Regions from separate parts of the Mus musculus genome. Here regions 1, 3 and 4 are each linked to region 2. The links are chromatin contacts, called in public HiChIP or PLAC-seq and promoter capture Hi-C maps. All regions are on one chromosome and are shown on one strand. The core of a region is the stretch at or near the end of the contact, and the rest is flanking DNA. Distances in the headings are between cores, read along the strand shown.

What was found. Promoter capture Hi-C pulls out the DNA fragments that hold promoters and counts their contacts. HiChIP or PLAC-seq counts read pairs in DNA pulled down with a chosen protein or histone mark.
Region 1: a promoter capture Hi-C map of neural stem cells shows a contact between it and region 2. The contact joins the promoter of Ccdc22 here to the promoter of Clcn5 in region 2. A contact is called at or near these places in 12 of 39 promoter capture datasets (the 3T3-L1 cell line, the SN4741 cell line, cranial neural crest and 7 more), 2 of 484 Hi-C or Micro-C datasets (the C2C12 cell line and macrophages), 1 of 115 datasets of contacts at active chromatin or transcription factors (memory CD8 T cells) and 2 of 9 other capture datasets (adipose tissue and pancreatic islet).
Region 3: an H3K4me3 HiChIP or PLAC-seq map of pro-B cells shows a contact between it and region 2, with 10 times the contacts expected there. The contact joins the enhancer-like site here to the promoter of Clcn5 in region 2. A contact is called at or near these places in 12 of 39 promoter capture datasets (the 3T3-L1 cell line, 3T3-L1-derived adipocytes, the C10 cell line and 6 more), 2 of 15 datasets of contacts at CTCF or cohesin (large pre-B cells and pro-B cells), 32 of 484 Hi-C or Micro-C datasets (the 3T3-L1 cell line, 3T3-L1-derived adipocytes, the 63-12 cell line and 22 more), 9 of 115 datasets of contacts at active chromatin or transcription factors (astrocytes, bone marrow-derived dendritic cells, bone marrow-derived macrophages and 6 more) and 2 of 9 other capture datasets (adipose tissue and liver).
Region 4: a contact with region 2 is called in an H3K27ac HiChIP or PLAC-seq map of embryonic stem cells, with 2.9 times the contacts expected there. The contact joins the promoter of Ccdc120 here to the promoter of Clcn5 in region 2. A contact is called at or near these places in 3 of 39 promoter capture datasets (3T3-L1-derived adipocytes, hippocampal neurons and neural stem cells), 1 of 115 datasets of contacts at active chromatin or transcription factors (embryonic stem cells) and 1 of 9 other capture datasets (liver).

What each region holds. Positions count from the first base shown.
Region 1 is chrX:7,603,801-7,609,546 of GRCm38.p6, forward strand. It overlaps Ccdc22 (coiled-coil domain containing 22), which reads right to left and starts at 1,620. Exons shown (of 17, transcript NM_138603.3): 1 at 1,444-1,620; 2 at 360-537. The coding sequence starts at 1,493. It overlaps Cacna1f (calcium channel, voltage-dependent, alpha 1F subunit), which reads left to right and starts at 3,303. Exons shown (of 48, transcript NM_019582.2): 1 at 3,303-3,370; 2 at 4,986-5,235. The coding sequence starts at 3,346.
Region 2 is chrX:7,317,517-7,322,980 of GRCm38.p6, forward strand. It overlaps Clcn5 (chloride channel, voltage-sensitive 5), which reads right to left and starts at 1,842. Exons shown (of 14, transcript NM_001243762.1): 1 at 1,590-1,842.
Region 3 is chrX:6,919,841-6,925,249 of GRCm38.p6, forward strand. It overlaps Dgkk (diacylglycerol kinase kappa), which reads left to right. Exons shown (of 28, transcript NM_177914.3): 14 at 4,324-4,423. Among named protein-coding and RNA genes, the nearest start is that of Ccnb3, 120 kb to the right of the region's middle. Within about 2 kb of position 2,546, at least 3 of the 459 cell types and tissues checked have an H3K27ac peak or open chromatin away from gene starts, as enhancers often do. A contact at or near this core is called in pro-B cells, where this site is marked.
Region 4 is chrX:7,738,720-7,744,135 of GRCm38.p6, forward strand. It overlaps Ccdc120 (coiled-coil domain containing 120), which reads right to left and starts at 2,605. Exons shown (of 10, transcript NM_207202.2): 1 at 2,493-2,605.

The DNA.
Region 1 (5,746 bases), core at 370-2,869, 290 kb after region 2:
TTCAGCCCTAATAAATAGGTAAATGGCCTACTATGTGACAGTGGAGTGAGATTTTGATGTCAAGCTTAGAAGGTGGCTGTTAACATTAGCCTGAGCACAAACCGAATCAGCTCATTTAATCCACACAAGCTCATTATATCATCTCCATTTCACAAATAAGGAGAAGGCATAGAACAGTTAGGGTCACACAGAAAGCGTGAACTGAACTAGGTAGGGTCTGAACTAGTCACACAGTTTGGCTACAGAGGCAGCAGCTTTAGCTATACAAAGGGACAGAGAAGAAGGCAAGTGTCAAAGAACTTGGCGACTTTGTGAAAAAGGAAGGAAGACAGTGTGCACACTGGGAGGAGGGCACTCACCATGCAGGCCTGGGCCAGACTCATGGCCAGGCGGAAGCGGGCAGACATGGCTGGTGGTAGCAAGTGACTGAGGCCAGAGCCCACATCAGGATTAATCACTCGAAGGCATCGGACCACAGCCTCTACGACCAGCTCAGTGGTGAAAGCTCGCAGAGTCTGCACTTCTGGAGGAACTGCCCTAAAAAGGAAAGCACCAGGCTTGAGTAGTTAGGAAACAAAGTACAGACTTCTAGAGAGGGAATGCTCTAGAATCCAGGTCGGGGCAGGGAACAACCAAGGCTTCAACAGATCCTGGGTGCTGGTGACTATGACCTTTACTTAGTCCTAAGACCTCGGTGAATGAGGGTGACCTGAATTCAGAAAAGTCTCAAACTCCCCTACACTTCAAAGTTTCCAACCTCTGGGATCTGCAAAAGTGAAAATGGTCCAAGTGGCACAGTCTCCATATTTCTGGGCACCAGGACATTGTTCTTTGCATGGCAAGGCCTCCTAGATCTACGAGGTTTGGGAAAGCTACATAGGAAGAGGCTGGAGTTTTCAGAAGTCTCAAATGTCAGGGTCAATAAATAGAAATAAAAAATCGGGCATCCTAAATTTTGGCATCAAGGACTTTTAGGTCCCTCAAATAGTGCATCCTTTGTGTTCCTGTGTTACCAAGTGCTGCTACTGTCAGAATGTAGGGCCCTGGTATTTTGATAAGTCCTGGGAGTTTCAGGAGTTATTGTTCGAAGATCAAGTTGCCAGTCTCAGGAATTCTGGAGACTCTGGGTGCCAGACTCCTGTGTTATCAGTTTCCTGGTGTGGGTGTCCTGGAACCTCTAGATATCAGGATCCCAGCATATGCAGGTCTCAGTTTGTAAGGTGTCTGAGTCCTCGAGGTTTTACCCAATGTCCACATCAAAGTATTTAGGAAAGTCATGATGTTAGAGTGTAAGCAGGGAGGAGGAGGAGAGGCTTCGGAATCCTGTAAGTTTGGGCCTTTGGGTGTCAAGGTCTTCATTTTAAGGTTCCCGGGTAATGGGGGTCCTAGGATTTGGAGTCCCGGATGTGAGCAATTGGAGGCGACTGGGGGTTGCGTACTTACGTGCCCGCCTGGCGCAAGGAATGGATGAGGATTCGGTCAGCCTCCTCCATGGTGGAGTTAATTCTAACTCCGGGGCTGGGTCTAGGACCAGATCAGAGAAATTGGAGCTCTCCGCGCTGCTCTCGGCGCGGCGAGGACAGAGAGTCACGTGCCGCGCGAGGAACATTGGGAAATGTAGTTCTAAGGAGTGAGCGTTGCGCAGGCAGCGGCGCTGGAGGCGGGGTGTGAATTACGTAATGGCTCCTGGAAGTTGTAGTTCTTTCACTTGTAGTCCCATGGTCTCCTCCAAGGGAAAAAAAAAGGAAATGGGCTGGGGAGTTGAGAGACAGGACAGAGAAAAATTTTCATTTATAAGACACGTTCATCTTCCAAGCTATAAAAGTTTATACGTGTACAAAATGACTGTTCCCCCGTGTCTTGCTAGCCTCATCTGTAAAGTGAGAATTTGGATAATACCTTCTTCCTAGGGTTAAGACATAATTGCTACGACTGGGGATGTGACTCAGGATAGCCTCACAACCTGAGTTCTCTCCCTGAGATCCACATGGTGGAAGGCAGGAAATGACTTGATAAGAGTCTGAATTCCACGTGTGCACTGTGACACATTTATGCTCGTGAGCACACACAAAAGGATCATAAATAGATTTTAAATAAATAAAACAAACGTCATTGCTCGAGTAAACCTACTTAACCACCAACCACAACAAACTGAGGTCGATCCTCCCTGGGACCCAAGAGACATAAAAAGAGAATGGACTCCTACAAAATGTCCTCTGACATCTACACATGTGCAGCAGTACCACTATCATGCACACAAAATAGATGGAAAAAGCAAAGAATTACTAGACCAGGCGTAGTGGTAAACATCTGTAATCTCAGCACCTGTCCCAAGTGTAGATTGGGCTACAGAAGGAGATCACCTCCTTATGAAACCATTCCTTATTGAACAGCCTCTTTTGTCTCTACTATCCAGTAGTGCTAACATTTGTCATAATCACACATACACATCACATACTTGACTCAGTTTCTGAACTAAGCTCTCTCTCTCTCTCTCTCTCTCTCTCTCTCTCTCTCTCTCTCTCTCTCTCTTTCTCCTCTCGTTGTGCTATCCTGTCTTGCTTTGGTTTGGTTTTCAGACAACAAAATCTTGCAATGTAGCCCAGGCTGGCCTCAAAATTGTAATAATAATATTTCTTTCTCCCAAGTGCTAGGATTAAAGGCTTGTACCACCGCCCCTGACTGTATTCTATTTTTAATTACTGTAGATTTACAATGAGTCTTGATATCATATATGGCAAGCCCTCCCATCTTGTTGTCTTGTTCTTTTTCAAAATGGATTTGGCTTTTTTGTTTTTTGGTTTTGGGGTTTTTTGTTGTTGGTGGTGGTGTTTTGGTATTTTGTTTTTGTTTTTGTTTTTATTTTTTGTCATTTGTCTCAAAGACTGTCAATTCCAAAGAAAACTATGCTGAGATTTTGTTTGGTATAGCTAATGCAGAATGCCAAGAAGATCACTTTGGGGAACTTTACAGCATCACTAAATGTTACATATTTCTCCATTTTATGTCCCTTTGATATTTACTATCTGACTTTTTTCCTAGAGATAAATATATATATATATTAGGTTTTTCCTATGTACCTCAAGTGTTATATGCTATTGGAAAATTATACCTTTTTTTTTTCGTATTTTGGTTTCTGCCTGCTTGGTGCAGATATCGATTTACTATACACTTAACCAGTGCCTTTCCCCTTGCCAATCTCAGACCTACAAATATCCCATTTGCTCCCCCTGTTCACCCTCCCAACTGACACCATTTTTCCCCGCCCCGTGACCTTAATCTCTCTAAGGCTGGGAGAGGAGAGGGAGGACTGTGTGCAGATGGTCCTTATATCTCCTGAGGAGGATGTCGGAATCTGAAGTCGGGAAAGGTGAGAGAAGCCATCCACCCCTGAAGACCCTTGAAGTGACCCTGGGCTCTGGTCCACCCTCATCCTCTCACCTACCAATTGCCCACCTGGATCCTACTCCCAGAGAGGTCTCTGGGGAACTAGAGTATCATCCCCCTCTTCCTGTCCTAGCCTCCCCTTAAAAGAGCTTCTTTGTCACCCAATCTCAATTGCACAACCTAGCCTATGTGTTATCCTCAATAGCCCCTAACCTTATGCATAGCCTTAGTTCCCAAATGAAACCCAGACTCAATCCTGACCCTAGCACTCACTCCAAATCCAGCCTCACACTAAACCTTAATCTAAACCCTGCTAACCAAAAGACAATCCCCCACCTCCACCACATGGGACATTAGAATCCAAACCGCATGATAGCTACAGACCTTATCATGAACTTGAAGGTCATCTAACATCTAGACGCCAGTACTGCTATGGAGTGATTTCCCTGGCTGTCCAGAAACAGCACAGACCCTTTTTCAAGTTGTTATTAATTTATCTTATAAGTGTGTGTATGTGCCTGAGTTTATGTATGAGTGTCATGTGTGTGCATTGACAGCAGAGGTAAGAAAAGGTGTCAGATCTCCTAGAACTTGAGTTCCAGGAGACTTTGAGCTGCCATGTGAGTGCTGTGAATTAAACCCATGTCCTTTGGAGGAGCACTATGAGCTCTTAACCACAGAGCCAATGCTCCAGGTTGAGCAGACCCTTCCTTCTACAAACACAAAATGAATGCAGATCAGGAACATACAGCTAGTGCTGCTGTAAGCTGCGGAGGCTCAAGAGTCAGAATGCCTTGGTTTGGCTCTTGATTCAGCCACTTCGGCAAATTATTAACGCTTGCATTTCAATTTTCTCATTTTCAAAATCAAAATAATATCACATACTAGACATTCGTATGAATATTGAGCTCAACTTACTCCTCACAACATCCTTATAATTCAGGCAACTATTATTATCCTTTCCATTATACAGATAAGAAAACTGAGGCTCAGATGTAATCCCATAATTGACTCAATGCAATACACAACTTCTAAATAGTAGTAAGGATTTTAATCCAGACGTCTTATTTCCTTCAAAGCTGGGGACCTTAACCAGGTTGACCCTTTACCCCTCTCAAAAGCTGAAACAAAGCCACAGACAGAGTCATGAAACTACAGTCTGAAAACACCAATGCAAAAGGCAAATTCTACTCAAAATGTATCCCTCCCTCACTTTGATCCTAATTCCAAGCCCAAGTCATTCAAATACCCAGCTTCAGCCCTAAATAAAACCTCAACCAAACTCCATTCTTGCATATATCAATTGAGGCTAGACCCACGCAGACACAAAATCCACAACTTAAATTTGTCCTGGAGTTGAAATGCACAGCATGGTGATCATCTAACCAAGTCCTCGACCGCTTTCCTTAGCAAAAATCCCTCTACCCTAAACTTCATTCCAACATTGATTGTCAACCCTCAACTCATAACTCAAGCATCCCCCATCTCCCCATAGCTTTACATGTTCTTCTCCCATCAAATACAGGGATGGGACTGGACAAGAAATGGCTATGATTGTCCTATGCTGTCCCTTCCCTGACTCCTGTTTCTCCACACAGATACAACCCCAGAGCCCAGTCCAGCCAATGGGACTGGCCCTGGCCCTGAATGGGGGCTCTGTCCTGGGCCTCCAACTGTGGGGACTGATACCAGCGGGGCGTCAGGCCTGGGGACCCCAAGAAGAAGGACCCAGCACAACAAACACAAGACTGTGGCGGTGGCCAGTGCTCAGAGATCACCTCGAGCGCTCTTCTGCCTCACCCTTACTAATCCCATTCGTCGGTCCTGCATCAGCATTGTAGAGTGGAAGTATCCTGCGAGGCTCAGGGGTAAGGATGGATCACTAGGGTGTCGAAGAGTCTAGAGTTAAGTCAAGCCTGGACTGGAGGAAGCCTGAGATTACTAGAGACCAATGATCAAATATTGGGGGGAAAAGATTCTGGGGTGAGCGTGTAGCTCAGTGGTAAAGTATTTATTTAGTGTATTAGATGCCTTGAGTTCAATCCAAAGCATTGCAAATTGAGAGAGAGAGAGAGAGAGAGAGAGAGAGAGAGAGAGAGAGAGAGAGAGAATAGACAGGGAGTCCAGAGGAATGAAGGTCACCAAGATCAAGAGTCTAGCACTAAGCTGGCCATGCTTGCATGTGCCTATAACTCAGGAAGCTGAGGCAGAACTGAAAATTCAAGGACAGCCTGGGCTACATAGCATGATCGTGTCTCAAAAAAAAAAAAAAAAAAGTAAACTTGGGAATGTAGCTCAGTCAGTAGAGTGTTTATCTAGCATGCACAAAGCCCTGGAGTTCAATCCTTAGGACCCCATT
Region 2 (5,464 bases), core at 592-3,091:
GAGCTTGGCGCTCAAGGCTGACTTCAATCCCAAGAATTCCAGTAAAGATGGGAAGAAAGAAGTGACTATATAAAGCTAAGCTCCCACCCATGAGCATGCGTGCGCGCACACACACACACACACACACACACACATACACACACACACACACACAACGGTATTGATCAATTTGGAATTTTTAAATTCAGTCTCAAAACAATAGTTTCCAGTTATATGACAGGAGTTAGAAAGCAAAGGAAAAATTAACGGGTGTGATTACCAGTTTGGGAGGGGGTGTCTTAGTTTGGTTTGGAAGTTTCATATATTAAGCACCCAGTACATTTAAACAAGTTTTTTAATAATTTATTTCCCTCATTGGGCATAAAAGCTAATTTGTATTTTTTTCCAGAAAGGCCCTCACCTTTTTGTCCTGAGGTGAATTCCTACTTCCATTGATTTTTACATAACCAACGTGTGCAACTCTGAAGTGGGAAAGCTAAAGCCCAAACGCTTAAGGCTAATACTAGTTGGAGAATAGTGTTGGCCCTCTTTAATGACCTCTTTTTCTTTAAAGAACAAAAAGGGTTCGTGTGTGCGCCAGTCCTCAAAACTCCAACAAAGACTGGGCTTTGGATGAGGAGAGGCTCCTGAAATCCAAGAAAAAGAGAGCTTAAACTCTAAGGATGAATTCACCAGGGAAAAGTGCTCCAATGAGTTTACCTGGAACATGGCTCAGTTTAAGTCGACTCCCCATCCCCCTCCTATTTTACTGTTAAGAAGTACTTACTGATCAGCACGTCGTGGAACAAGGGGAAATTTAACAGCTCTGAAATTCAACCCGGGAAATTACTAATACATTTATGAAGTATGTGTAAAGGGGAGTCTCACTGGTTTTTAATGCTTCACCTTCTGGCTTTCCCCTCATTTACTCGGCGCAGCTTCCACTGACGTTATCACAGGGCCACCCGTCCAACTTCAGTCAACTGATTTGTTCTGAAACGTTCATAAAGGTAAAAAGCACGTCAAAGTTAAGCTAAAGCTAAAGCTTTCTTTCCATTACTTGGAAAGGAGCTGGAGCGCGGGGCTCCAACCTCTGGAAGCAGCAGCTTAAGCGCATTGGGCGGCAAAGGGCGAAAACGCACACCAACTTCTTCGCCCAGACCGTCTGGACTGCACTTCGCTAAGAAGCCCTAGAAACCTGTGGCGGGTCCAAAGCAGGAGCAAGCCGAACCTGGCCTCGGCTGCGCTTTCCCAGCGAACGCCGCCCCAGCCCTGTCCTCTGGAGAAGCGACGCGGGCAGCCAAGCTCCCCGCTTTCAAAGCTGGGTGGGCTTGGCGCCGCTTGGCAAGGAAACTTCGATCGGCAGCCTGGGGACCCTGCTCCCCAGAACAGGGCTGGGCTGCCGAGGAGATGCCGCCCCGCTCTGGCAGGAACCAGGCTGTCCACCACCTCCTTCAGTGGCGGCCGGGCAGAGGGAACGCCAGCTCCGGGGACCGCGGTGGCAGGCGAGCGTTCTTCCCTGCTCGCCGTACCGGGGGGCTCCTCGGGTGGGCCGGCGGCCGGTGAGCCGGGAAGGACCTGTTGGGGAAGGGAAGCCCATTTGCCTTTACCTGTCACCGAGGTCCGGCGCGGCGGAGCCCGTGTCCACCGGCGGTGGGCAGCGCGCTCAGTCGGCTCTGGCGTTCCACACGGCGAGTAGAGCTAGCGCCCCACGTAGCCGGCAGAGCTTCATTCACACAGCCCAGCCGGGAGGAGGGGGAGCGGAGCGGGAGCGAGGCTCATGTGACAGGCGCCTTGGAGTATTAGCTCTGCCAAGACGGCGTCTGCGCATGCGCGCCACGGAGGGCCCGCTCCAGGCACCTCGGGCCGGCCAGGGGGGAAAGCGCCACCGAGAAGCAGCAGCTGGGAGGAGCTTCGGCATGCGCAACCGCAATAGGGTAGTCGGGCTTGCAGCCATATTTAATGAGGACTGGGCGGATCCAACCCAAATGCGGGGCGTGTCAGTTGCATTTGGGGGAAAAAAAAAGCAATGCTCCCTTCGGTTTCATTGTTTGCAGATTGCCTACCTTGGTTTTGCTTTTGTCTTTAGAACAAACTGTTTATCCTGAGTATCTTGCCCACAGCGGACATCAGACCACAAATTTAAGCCTCCCTTATGCCAGGCATTGTTCTGGCTAATATACTTTATTCGTTTCATTTAATGCTCACAAGAACTCATGAAGAGTGTGTCATTATCCGTTTTCCCTCATAAAAATACAGAGGCTCAGAAAGGTTACATAGCTTTTCCAATCTCACACTGTAGTAGCAATAAGAATAGTGATCAAATACAGTAGTGCTTGCAGGGGCCAATTTAATCCAACACAGGGAAATCTATACTGCAGTTACTTATAGGTATTATTGCCAATTTAATCATTGTCAAGCGAAAACTCAAGGTGACATATACTTCTAATCCCGATTCTTTGAGGTTGAAGGCAGGAGAATCGATGCGAGGTCATCCTAGGCTATATTGTAAGTTTGAAGGCAGGATGCTGTCTCAAAAACAGACAAACAAAACACAAAATAAAGCTCAGATTCCAACTGAGGTCTCTCTGTCTCCAAAGCCATTCCGAATAATTAGAAGAACTATCCTATCCTTGTGAGGAATGAACAGGTTATACAAATGGAGTGCAGCTATTAATTTATTGCAAGAACTAAGATTGGAATCCACATCATCAACACAAGTAATCTACCTAGAAGCCAAGTATTCAAATTCAAAATCCACTGTAGTAAATAGTATTTTTTTTTCTTGCAACAGGGACTCACTATTTAGCCTTGGATGCCTGAAACTCACCATGTAAACTAAACTGGCCTTGGGATCACAGATACTCAGCTGCTTCTGCCTCCCAAGCGCTGGGATTGTAGACCTGTGCCACACCCGTAGACTTTTTTTTTCTTTGAGAAGTTTATACAAGTATACAATAAACTATAATCTTATACGCTTCCATTTGCTCCCTCCAATTCTCCCCAAGAAATCCATATTTCCCCCAACACCTCCCCTCATAATTTCAAATTTCTTGTGTTAGTAACCCAATAAATCCAGTTAGTGCTGCCCATATTTGCAAGAGTGTGGGACCATTCGACAGACCAGGAAAAACCTACCAGAGGTCACACCCTCAAAGAAGAGCAATTCTCTCTCCCCAGGTGGGAAGCTATCAACTACCAATGGAATCTCAGTAAGAAATAGAGTCTGGATATCACCTCTCCCATCTCTGTAGGAATGTTGGTGGCTTGGTCTTGTTCAGGAGTCAGTGACCTTGTGGACAAAGGACAGTCTTTTACAGCACTCCTGTGCATCCTCCAGCTCCTGCATTCTTTCAATCTCCTCTTCTAAGATGGCCCTTAGGCCTAATTGGGGGTGGGGGTAGGGTTGAGAATTCTGTCATTTAGACTTCGGGCTGAGCACTCAGTCTCTTCTCAGAACTTTGGCCAGTTGTGAGTTTCTGTGTTTCATGGCAAAAAGAAGCTCCTCAGACCAAAGTTGAGAACAGCCCAGATCTATAGCTATAGACACTAATATTTGGAAGGCAATCATTTAGCTAAATTAAAATAGCAGGTTCTACCCAAGGAGTGACCCAGACATGGAGTTACAGTATCAGGCATAAAATTCTCTCCTGTGATAAAGGTTTCAATCAGAAAGTGGCCATCAACATGCCACTATTACACCAGTAGGCACATCTTGCCTGGCAGATCAGCAATGTTAACACAAGGGAGCAAAATTCAGTAAGGCCATGTATGCTCAGTGAATTTTGAATGCCTACTTTGGATAAGTTAAGGGTTTGGAAATATAAAACCTGTATCTGAGCCCAAGCCATGCAAAGCTTCCAGAGATAAAGCTATAATCAAACACAATGAAGTTTTGGGCTTATTTTAATACAAAACCTAACAGGAAAAAAAATGGTCATCTCACAGAGAAAAAAGATAGGGTCATGGGAGAAGACTAAACGTTAGATGAATTTCAAAAGAAGCCATGCTTCCATAAGCTCAAACCCTGATCATCACTGTGTGGATCTGGACTGTGGAGTGAATCCAGAGCTCTGCATTCTTGGGAACCCTGGAGTAGATATGAAATGTTGGATCCAGGTAGGCCTTTATCTAAAGCTCTATACCTGAGCCCCAAATCAAAGCTGCTTCTGTGTGCCAGCTTCGTTTATGCCCTCCACACACATGGGGTGATTTAGTGATGACAATACTAGTGGGTGATAACAAGTGGCAGGCAGCAAGATGCTGCTAGCTTATGACTGAAAAGGACAAAGGGGGTTTTTTAAACCACCATGGTCACCTACACTCCAGCCTATTACTACATACCACACTACAGTATCGAAGCATAGAGGTTGTGTGTGGTGTGAATGGAAAGGAACCGAGGCTAAATTAGAAGGACTGGGAATGCTGGACAGATATTCCTACTTGATTCAGAAACAAATGGGGGAAGAATTGAGGAAGTTTGCTTTGATGTGTGATGTGCGAGCACACACCACACACACACACATGATTTGTGCATGGTAAATATGCACTTTACTAATATGCCCAATAGTGAAAACGTTTGAACAAGGCAATCCTTTTGTTAGGACTCTTCCTTAAGAACTGAAATCAGGTGTGTTTTTGGTTTGGTTTGGTTTGGTTTGGTTTGGTTTGGTTTGGTTTTGGTTTTGGTTTGGTTTTGGTTTTGTTTTTTTGAGAAGTTTCTCTTTTCTGTCTTTTTTGTCCTGCTCAACACTTCAGGAGAGAAAAACAAGAGCTCACTTGTGCATTGATGAGGAAGCACCCACCCCAATCCCCGAGGAACTACAATACAAGTAACGGTCAAAAGAGTCTCCTCTGATAAAGGGGCATGAAAAAGGGCAGGCTGACTGGAAGCAAGTTTATCCCTCCAAGACAAGAGCCTTTGCTTCATCTGTAGGATTATTTGAGAGGCTTAGAGTCTCATAGAGTATGACGTGGCTGCAATACATAAATATAGCCACGTGGTGTCGCCACTGACCGCCAACAGCTTGGAGGGCTCCAATATTTAAACACACCCAATTCACACACACACACACACACACACACACACACACACACACACACACACACACACACACACATTTCATTTCATCTTTTGTGAGTTAAAAAAAGAAAAAAGTCGTGACAGCAGGCTCTAAAGTCAGACTGCATAGGCTCAAAACAACCCAGCCGTAGAGACGTATTAGTTGTTGTTGTTCCTTCTTCTTTTTCTTCTTCTTCTTTTTTTTTTTTTTTTTGAGTTACCAGGTTTCTTATATAATGTTTAAGTGTATCAATAAACACTTAACAATCAGCACTTAACAAATGTTACCTAGTACTAATGATAATGATGGTGGTAGCGGCGGTGATGGTGGTAGTGAGGAAGACTCCTTGATTAAGGTCTTTAGATTTAAGGGGAAATATTTGTAGGGAGATGATGTAAATGTCTATTTTTCTAAGCGAAGAA
Region 3 (5,409 bases), core at 1,296-3,795, 400 kb before region 2:
GGCCATCTTTTGATACATATGCAGCTAGAGTCAAGAGCTCCTGGGTACTGGTTAGTTCATAATGTTGTTGTACCTATAGGGTTGCAGATCCCTTTAGCTTCTTGGATACTTTCTCTAGCTCCTCCATTGGGGGCCCTGTGATCCATCCAATAGCTGACTGTGAGCATCCACTTATGTGTTTGCTAGGCCCTGGCATAGTCTCACAAGAGACAGCTATATCTGGGTCCTTTCAACAAACGCTTGCTAGTGTATGCCATGGTGTCATCGTTTGGAGGCTAATTATGGGATGGATCCCTGGATATGGCAGTCTCTAGATGGTCCATCCCATTTTGCATTTTCTTTGATTGTTGTGTCCATACTCTCTATGGAATCTTCTGCACCTGAGATTCTCTCTTCCATCTCTTGTATTCTGTTGCTGATGCTCATATCTATGGTTCCTGATTTCTTTCCTAGGGTTTCTGCCTCCAGAGTTGTCTCCCTTTGGGTTTTCTTAATTGTTTCTACTTCCATTTTTAGATCCTGGATGTTTTTGTTCAATTCCATCACCTGTTTGATATTGTTTTCCTGTAACTCTCTAAGGGATTTTTGTGTTTCCTCTTTAAAGGCTTCTAGCTGTTTACCTGTGTTTTCCTTTATTTCCCTCTTAAAGTCCTCCATCATCATCATGAGAAGTGACTTTAGATCCATGTCTTGCTTTTCTGATGTGATGGTGCATCCAGGACTTGTTAAAGTGGGAGAGTTTGGTTCTGATGATGCCAAGTGACCTTGGTTTCTGTTGCTTCTGTTCTTATGCTTGCTTTCTGTCATCTGATTATCTCAAGTGCTTGCTGCCCTCAATATATCTGATTAGAGCCTGTCCTTCCTATAATCCCAGTTGATTCAGGACTCCTCAGAGTTCAGCTTTCTCTGTGATCCTTTGATTGTGGGCTCCTGTGAACTTGAGATTCTGGGTGTATCAGAGTTCTTGGCAGTCAAGTTCCTCTGAGACCCTGAAATACTGATGTGACCAAGCTCCTTTTATCCTGGGATCCTGTTGTCAAAGATCCTGGGCGTGTTACAGTGTCTGGAAATGGTGTCTCCTTTGAGGAGCATGGAGCTGTCTGGTCACTGATCCTAAGATCGCGTGGAGAGTCCTCTGGGGACTGTGGAGATGTCCACTGATTCGGCACCCAAGGTGACCCGGTGCTGGTGCCAACCGGAAGGGACTTGTGACCCTGGTCAGGCCAGCTTTTCTGCTTCCCTAATGCTGTCTCAGGTCCCACCCTATTGGATTGGAACTGATGTTGTGTTCCACTCACCAATGATCCTAAAATCCCGTGGAGAGTCCTCTAGGGACCATGGGGGTATCCACCGACTCCGTGCCCTAGGTGACCGGGTGCTGGTGCTGACCAGAAGGGACTTGTCGCAAATATTTTCTTAGGTGTCAAGTGGCCCCTATAAAAAGGTCATTCAAACCCCAAAGGGGTCACCACCCACAGGTTGAGAGCTGCTGCTCCATTCTGTCTTCATTGCCTAATAGTCTATCTTCCATATGATTCATCCTATTGGGACGCTTTTCACCGACATTTTTATTTGATCTAGTATGTTTTTCATTTCCATCATTATTATGGTTTGAGGTTTTTAGGTATGTCTATTTCTTTATTAAATTCTATTTTCAGATCCTGAACTGACTTCCTTGTTTCATCCAGCTGTCTCTTTGTGTTATCTTTGAAACGACTGGAGTCCTCTCTGAGATATTATTACATATGTATAATTATTGCTTTGCATTCTGAAACTTGGATTTTGTCTAATCAATTTTGCTTGGGGGTCATTAGTATGGGCTTGGTAATTTCTGGAGGAGATAGGGTTTTCACGTTACATGGGGTTTTGCAGTGGGATCAGCTTTGGGGGATTAAGATGCATTGTTTTTACTCTTTTTCTTCTGGTCGCCTCTCTTCTTTCAGTGAGTATGTTTGCAATGCTCAGGAGAGACTGGGTTGCAGCGGGTGGGGTAATGTTTTCATCTGTTAGACTAGTGTTCCGGGTAGCAGGCTCTGTCTCCAGTCTGAGGACTGACTACTGTCTGAAGCACCAGTCACTATTCCATAGTTCAAGCACTCTGATAAAATACTAGAAAGTGAGTATGAAAAAGACACTTAAAAAGTACTGACTACTTTAGGGAATAAAGGACCCCCAATGCTGCTGTGTATGCTCATATATTAGTATGAGAAGAATGGAAAAGAAGAGAGGAGGTGAACAATCCCATTGAGTCTAGTGATGAGTGTTCTGTTCTTATGTTGGAAGTAGGGATGGGAATAATCGAGGCAAAGGAGACATGGAGTTAATATATGGGAGTTTTGACTAGTGGTAGATTAAAAAGTAGAGGTAAAGATATGTATCCCAATTTCATAAATAAGGTCAGCCTTTGGGCTTTAGGAGACGTAGTACTAAGGAATGCATATGGAGAAAGAGGAAGGAAGAAACAAATGAAAGCAAAAGAGGGAGTAAAACAGCAAAAGGTGTGAACAGCAGGGGACACTGTTGGCCTGCATTTATAATGCCCTACTGTGCATCATACATAAGAAATAGCTATAGAGGAAGTCGATGAAGTGGGATATACGAAAACAAGATCGCTGTCCTGAATGTCGTTTGGGCTTTTTTTTCCTCTTTGTTAGAGCCACTGGTTTTTCTCTCCTGTCCTGGTTGTGGCCCTGGTCACACTTGGTGTTGATTTTTACCAGCTCCTACCAGTGGGCTCTTGGGTTGTCTTATATATAGTTTTTTTTGACTCTGTTCTGTGGGCTGTGGGTAGCTAAGGCAAACTGCATCTAGCCCCACTTGCTGCGTTCACACAAAGACAGAAGCCGTTGCTGGCTCTGTGGTAGCCAAAGCACTGTTTAGAGGTGTGCCTAGCTCCCATGGCTTCACCTCTTCCCACTGACTTACTTACTGGTCATAGCCTTGGCAGCAGTCACTGGAAAACCCTTCTATGAAATTCCTACCAACACTTTTATGGATATCCTGGTGGGATTCTTTGAGCCTATTTTAAATGAAGTAAAATGGCCATGTGGTGCTGGTGCCTGCATTGGTTGCGATCACAGCAGCAAGTTCAAGCCACTAATAGAGATATTCCACGGGTTTGATGGTACGTGAGGTTTATTGGGGTATTGATCACATAGACTCTAGGACTGGAGAAGAAGCAGATTGGATGTTAATGTACTTAGGTCCCTTTCAATTACTTAACTGTAATAAGCAATTCATGCTGCAGTGTGGCTTCTAGTCCTGTTCATTGGCTTTTTCATTTCCAGCAGGATTTCAGTTTAACTTTCTTCAGTAATTTTATGTTTTTATTGAATTCTCTTTTCATAATGTGTATTGACTTCTTTATCTCTTTTGTTCTCTTAGAGACTAGTCTTGTCTTCTTTGAGTTGTTTGGACATGCTTATAATCATTCTTTCTAATCCTTTCTCTGAAATTCTCCCCCATCCTTTTCATTAGGTTTCATTATTATGGGATCAGTAATTTTTTGTGGATATAAGTTTTCTTGGATTAGCATGCCAATTTTGTTTGTTTCCTTCCTGGGACTTGCACATATGAAATTATAATGTCTAGTGAGTGGAAATGGGAGTGGTGGCTAATATTCTGGAGACTGCTTACATTTCAGGTCCAGCTAGGGTATCCACAGCTCTTGTATGGGCGGGTTCTCTGTGGACTCCTTACCTCTGGGCATAAGGGTGGCAAAAGTCAGAGTCCTAGGTCCCATCAGCCCTGGAATATTAGGGGACTAGTGGAAGTTTGAGCCAAGTATCCAGGGACTGATGCCTTACCTGTGTGCTGTCTTATAACTCAAGCAACACACCCCCCTCCTAAACATTTGGCTCTTTCATTTTCTCTTGCACTCTTAGGAACAAAGGCTCTTAGCCCATCCACTACACTCTCATCTGAGAAGCACTAATCACATACACAAAAGACATTCCCTTGTGTCATTGCATTTATACTTTATCAGCTAGCCCTTGAACTAGCACCGACTGACCCATGGTGAAAATGTAAGCCAAACAAAGTCTCTTTTTCTGGTCATATATAACAGTTACTAAGAAATGCTAGGAAACCTATCTCAGGTACATCCCTTGGGAAGTGGGGTGAAACTGGACCTAAGTGGGAAAGGAGCATGCTTCCTCATATGTACAGGGAAAAATAAAACACAGAAAGACGGATGGTAAGAGGGAAAGTGGACAGAGAAGGCAGGGTATGTTGTAAAAAGGAGACAGAAGGGGGAGGAAGATCTATAACAACTCTAGGTCTCACAGGCTCTTAACACATATGCTATCTACCTCATCTTTCCAGATTCCTGTGCTCAGCAGTGGAAGATTTTGTGGAAGATATTGTAAAGGCCTGGCACCAAATAAAACAGAACAGCACAGCAGTGGAGTCTGTGATTTTGAAAGTAAGTGTCCTTTCTTACTATCTCATCCCTTTGTGAGCCGGCACTCACTTTTTCAATACAAGAGTGTGCCTCTTACTGGGGAATCATCAAGTAGTGGCAAAGTTAAGTGGGTGCTGAATCTTCTTAATGAGGAAGGCCCAACTTCAGAACTTCATCTTGGCCAAATGAACACTGGTGCTTTGATGTAAATCCATATCCATCTCCATGCACCTAGTTATATATCAAGAATCTGCCCACAAATAGACAGTAGTGTACATTAAGGATCAGTGAATGGAGTTATGCACCAAAGCATGCATAAAGATATATGCATATACATTTGCAAAAGATGGAGATATTAGTACAATGGTGCTGCAAACATATTTATACAATAGAAATATGCCAGGTTGCAGGAGGTAGGGCATGGCTCAACAGTTAAAGGGCTTCCTATATAAATGTGAAGACTGAAATTTGGAACCCCAGAAGCCCACATAACTTCTGGGTGAGCACTGTCAATTCCACTCTGGAAAGTGGAGGCAGGGGACCCTAAGAACAGTGTGGCTAGAGGCTATTCATGTCAGGGGACTGGGGGTTTGATTCAGAGACCTGGCTCTGAATAGGGTCAAGGAGTGATTGAGGCTAATTCTGACATTGACCTCTGGTCTCCCCCAACACACACACACATGTGCACCCACATATGAGTAAAACATGAACAGGCATACCACATATACATTAAAAATGAGAAATAAGCTGGGCAGTGGTATTGCACGCCTTTAATCCCAGCACTTGGGAGGCAGAGGCAGGTGGATTTCTGAGTTCGAGGCCAGCCTGGTCTACAGAGTGAGTTCCAGGACAGCCAGGGCTACACAGAGAAACTCTGTCTTGAAAAACCAAGGCAGGGGGAGAAATAAACAGACCCAATAACAATAAAAATTACATGGCACACACTTTGTGTCAGAGTGTCTTCTAAGTGCTCTTAATGTATCAATTTATATAATTCTTACAGCTGA
Region 4 (5,416 bases), core at 1,355-3,854, 420 kb after region 2:
AGGGCAGAGCCTAGGACCACCCCTCTCACGGAACAGCTCCAACCCTAATAATGTCCTCTTGAGTGCCTCGACCCATCCATCCAGCTTTAGGGCCTTTGCCCAGGCTGTGGCCACAGCCTAGGGTGCTGTTTCCAGCCTCTTACCACTTGATTTTTATTTCTCGCTTATCATTTTGGGGCTGTTTTTGTTTTGACATAAGGTCTCGCTCTTGTAGCATCAGCCTGAAAGTCACTGTGTAACCCACACTGGTCTTGAACTCATGGCAATCCTCCCTTAGCCTCCCACATGCTAGGAATCTAGAGACAGGCACTACCACACCCAGCTCATTCTAAGGCTTAAATGTCCTTTTCCGAGGTGGCCCCTGAGTGATGTCTTCTCACAGCTACTGTTGAAAAAGACACTGCCCCTCCCTGTATTGTCATTTTGACAGGAAGCACGTCTGCCCCAGCGTATCATAGCCCCGGCACCTCAAGCACGGCTGCACACAGCAAGCAGTCCACAAACGGATGCCAGCGGGGTGAATAACTGCAAGGTAGCCAAGCCAGGCATCAGGGGTGGCTCTGCATCTATCTTCCTAATTCCATCCTGCTGCCCCACGACCTCAGGCTCCCTCCAGCCCCTCTTCCCTCCCACCCTGTTCTGAGACTAGCATACAGAAGTTACCCTGCTGAGAAGGGCGAGAAGCGCCATCCACAGCCACAGAAAACACATTACCTGCCCCTCTTTTTGTCCCGGGAAGCACTGGCTGATCATGGAGCACGCGTTGGCGAGCTGCCAGCCCTTCTTGTGCTTTTCTGGAGTTTGCTCCCTCCCTCCCACATCCTGCTCAGTCCCCAGCTGGGCAAGCAGGTGACATCACCTCCCACCACCTGTCCTAGCCTCTAAGGCAGGTGACTAGGAAGGCCTATCAGAGACAGCAGAGTTCTCGTTTTAACACCCCCCCCCCCCGACCCCTTGAAATCCACAGCTTGTCATGATGTGGTAGAGCAGACCCAGAAAACCAAGAACGCCAAGGAGAAGCCCCTTCCCCATTTTCACACTATAGGGTGTGCTCAGACTGTCTACAAGGTACCCCCGCCCCCCAGTTTTCTCTACAGTCTTCTGCTTGTCCCACAGAGTCTGTATCCCTCCCTCAAAGGACTCATGGACTATCCTCCACTGCAATGGTTAGGCAATCCCATAAGCCTTTTGTACAGAAAGTTTGTACACTGCAGGGGGTCTCACAAGCCCACCCATCTGAGGTCCAGCACTTTCGGCATGGTAGGGTGTCTTTAGTGTCCCACCTCAGCCTCCTCGGTCCCTCAGCCCCCGAAACTTCTACTTTCCCAGGACCCATTTTAATTCGGAAAACTTTCACAAGGCTTGCCTGAACCCTTCTCCACCCCAACAGAAAGCTAACTCCTCCCACCTTGGGTCCATTTACCCGTTCACCAACATTGTCTCATGTTTCACATCAGAGGGCCTCCGTCCTTCCTTCTTTAGAAAATTAGAGTATCCCGGAGTCGACACAGGGTCCAGTCAGGAACCCCGACTCCACCCCATCAGTCTGACCTCAGGGACATAGTTATGGCATGAGTCATTGGGTCACTAGGCAGGCTAGACATGGATCAACGCCCCACACCTCCATACCTGACTCAGGAACCTTTGCTTCTACTCTTCCATGTTCTGTACACTTGGAACTTCAGACTGCCTGACATCAGACAGAGATAGTAAGAAGGCAATCTACCACATTCCAGCATCACTACCATGCCCTCATATGAACCTCTGAGACCCTCCTGCCCACACCAGAGCTTTGCCTTGTCATTCTGTGGTCCTGTTACGGGCTTAGGTTGCAGCAAGCGAGCTACAGAGGGCACATGCGGGGAAACACACACACACAGAGGCAGGCCCAGCAGGTTTTTCAGGTCTGCCCTTCTGACACCACGGCTGAGAAAAATTCCTGGCTGTAATGACTGTTTACAACCAAGATACTTCACCTGGGTGGCACTCCAACACTGTCAATGAGAGCCCCATTTCCACATCCTGCCACCACTTGAGCAAATGCACACAGAGTCTGGACCTGATCCCCATTGCTCCCCCAAACATACAGCACACCCCCTTCAATTACTCTGGCTGAACAAACAAACAGAGGGACAAGCAGATACAGATGCCTGAACAACAGTGGTATCTAATCGGTTCAGCTCGTCTTCTCTGAGGCACTAGTCCTGATAAAAAGGGGGAGAGGGGCCGAGAAGAGAAGGCTGAGTCTCTGCCCCGTCCTTCCTCCTCCATTTTCCAACCAAGAATTATTTTGATATCAAGAAAGGAAAATGGACACGTGAGGCTTTGCCCTGGTCCCCTGATCCTCCCATACTGAACACCACCCCTCCTATCGCTACCCTATATTCTCAGGGTCCTCCTTCCTCAGATCTGGATCTCTAGAAGGGAACTTCCTCAGTTCCTGTGCCATTACCCTATCTCACGGCCCTGCCCCATTGCTCGCTGGTACTCACCAATGCCCTAGTGCTGGATGGCAGCCTCAAATATTTCCAAAAGAACAGTTGTCTCGTCCAGGCCCTAGCTTTCCTGGCAGTACAAGTGAACAGCAGTGACTGCTGTCTTGGCTACCTCCCACTAGGTAAAGGCCCAACCTACCTGGACAGGATGGGGTTGGCCCACACCTTTTAACCCTTACCTGCCCGCTTCCAGGGCTAGGGTCACCCCTGGGAAGGCAGTCTGGGGGACCAGGTGCCTCGGGGAGCCCAATATGGTCAAGGAGAAAGCATAGAATGCTTTCCTCACTGCGGATATCTAAGAGATAACTGGCCAATAAGCTCTAAGAATTGTGGGAGGAGCCACTGCCCAAATCCCCAGGCCACTGGAGCCTGCCTACACCCCGGGACATGGGGGCTAGGAAACTGTGAAATAGACAAACAGACATAGACATGGACACACACACACACACACACACACACACATATCTTGGATCAATTTCTCCCATAATTAGGATGATGATTTTCTAAGCTGCAGAGAGAAGTTGACCTTTCTAAGGAGAGACCAGATCTTAAGACACTCCCACCTTCTGTACTCCAGGAACAAATAAACCTAGGAAACACCATCATCTATACCCTACAACCTGAGGGGCGGCACAGAGCCAGCCTCCGCTGAGCTCTGAGCCATGGTAGAAATGGGAGGCCTGACTGAGAACATACTAATGTAAAGGCACAGGAAAGAGCCAGCTGGGGTGGGACACACCTTCCTTTAATCCCAGCACTCAGGAGGCAGAGGCAGGCAGCTCTGAGTTCGAGACCAGCCTGGTCTACAGAACTAGTTCCAGGACAGCCAGGGCTACACAGAAACAAACAAACAAAGAAACAAAAACAACCATAAGAAGGAGCAGAACCAGAGTACTAGACTGGGCCCTGCGCTAGAGGAGCCACTGGCTACTCCTGAAAGGAGAAAGAATACGAAGACTCAACTTTATCCATGTTCTCCCTGTTAACATTTCTAGCCTGGAGCGAAGCAGACAGGGAAATAAATTGAAAACTCTAAGTCCCTCTAATGCCCTTCAACACAACCCTACCTGGGCCCTAAGCTTGTCTTGGGCACATACCAAACATGCTGTACTCCAGGTAAGACAATCTATTTTGTGACCTCAGAACCCAAACCTAACCCCTATAGCAGCCGCTGCCATGTATGAACAGGGAGGGTTTTAGGGGTGTTCCCTGTTGGGGAGGAGAGCCTAGAGAAGAGTTCCCCCAGTCACATGTTATCAAGGCCTGCTGCCCCAGGTGCCCACCTTTCTTCCGGGTTATGAAATGTATGTGTGGAACACAAAGGCCCTTTCCATCTCCTTCCTCCCTTCTCCCTCCTTTGGACTGCTAGTGGAGGCAAGGAGCAAGCTGACATCCTCTTGGCAGCCATGGACCCCTCCCCACCCCCCTTGCAGGAGGCCACCAAGCATGTTGGGAAATGGATTTTTTTTCTTAAGTTTTTGTTTTTCAAGACATGGTTTCTCTGTGGAACAGAGCCCTGGCTGTCCTGGACTTTTTTGTAGACGAGGTTGGCCTCAAACTAACAGAAATCTGCCTGCCTCTGCTTCCTGAGTGCTGGGATTAAAGGTGTGTACCACTACAGACAGCTGGGAAAATGGATGTTTATAACCAGGGACAAGAGAAATGAAAAATTAGGAAAATAATTCAGATAGAGCCTCAGAGTTTTGGTTACCTCATCTGTAAAATGGACAAAATAGACAACAGGGTCCACAAGAACATATAACTCACACCAAATCATTAATGGCCAATCATAAGAACAAGATATTTGGAATTAGAGAGGTGGTTCAATATTTAAAGGGTGTATGTGTGTGTGTATAACATGTATAATATACAGTATGTCTAATATTACATATTAGACATATAATATATAATATATAATATACATGTATCATATACTATATATCATATATTATATAATATATAATATACATATATATAATATATACATACATGTGTATATTATATATAATATACATACACACATACATATACACTGTTCCTCCGGAAGACCTGAGTTCGATTTGAGCATCCATATAGTAGCTCACAACCTCCTATAAATCCAATTCCAGGGAAATTCAACATCTCTCAGGTACCTGTGCACATGCACCACACACACACACACACACACACACACACACACGGTTAAAAATTACACCTATGAAAAATTTTAAGATTTCACTTACTTTTCTTTTTTTTCTTTTTTCCCAAGACAGGGTTTCTCTGTGTAGCCGTCAGTGTCCTGGAACTCACTCTGTAGACCAGGCTGGCCTCAAACTCTTAGAAATCCGCCTGCCTCTGCCTCCCTAATTCTGGGATTAAAGAAGTATGTGCCACCGTGTCCAGCTTATTTTTCTGTGTATGAGTGTTGGCTTGATTGTGTCTGGGAACCATGTGTCTGCAGTGCCTGTGGCGTCCAGAAGAGGGCCACAGACACCCCCCCACCCCCCAGACTGGAACAACAGATGAACCATCATGTGGCTGTTGGAAATTCAATCTGGTCCCTCTGGAAGATCAGCCAGTGTTTTCAATCGCTGAGCCTTCTCTCCAGCCACAGCAATTTGAACAAATTTGTTTGTTTGTCTGTTTTTAAAGAACTTGAGAGATCTGGCTTAGTGATTATGATGAGCACAAGCTCTTCTAGAGGACTGGGGTTTGCTTCCTGGCCTCTGGATCAGGCGGTTCACCACAGTCAACTCTAGCTCTAAGGGATCCAACACCTTCTTTCTGGCCCCTGTGAGTATTAGTACACAGGTGACATATGACACAGATATACACAAAAATAAAAACAAACCTTAACTCCTGGCAGTGGTGGCGGTACAAGCCTTCCTTTAAGCCCAGCACTCAAGAGGCAGAGGCAGGGGGATCTCTTGAGTTCAAGGCTA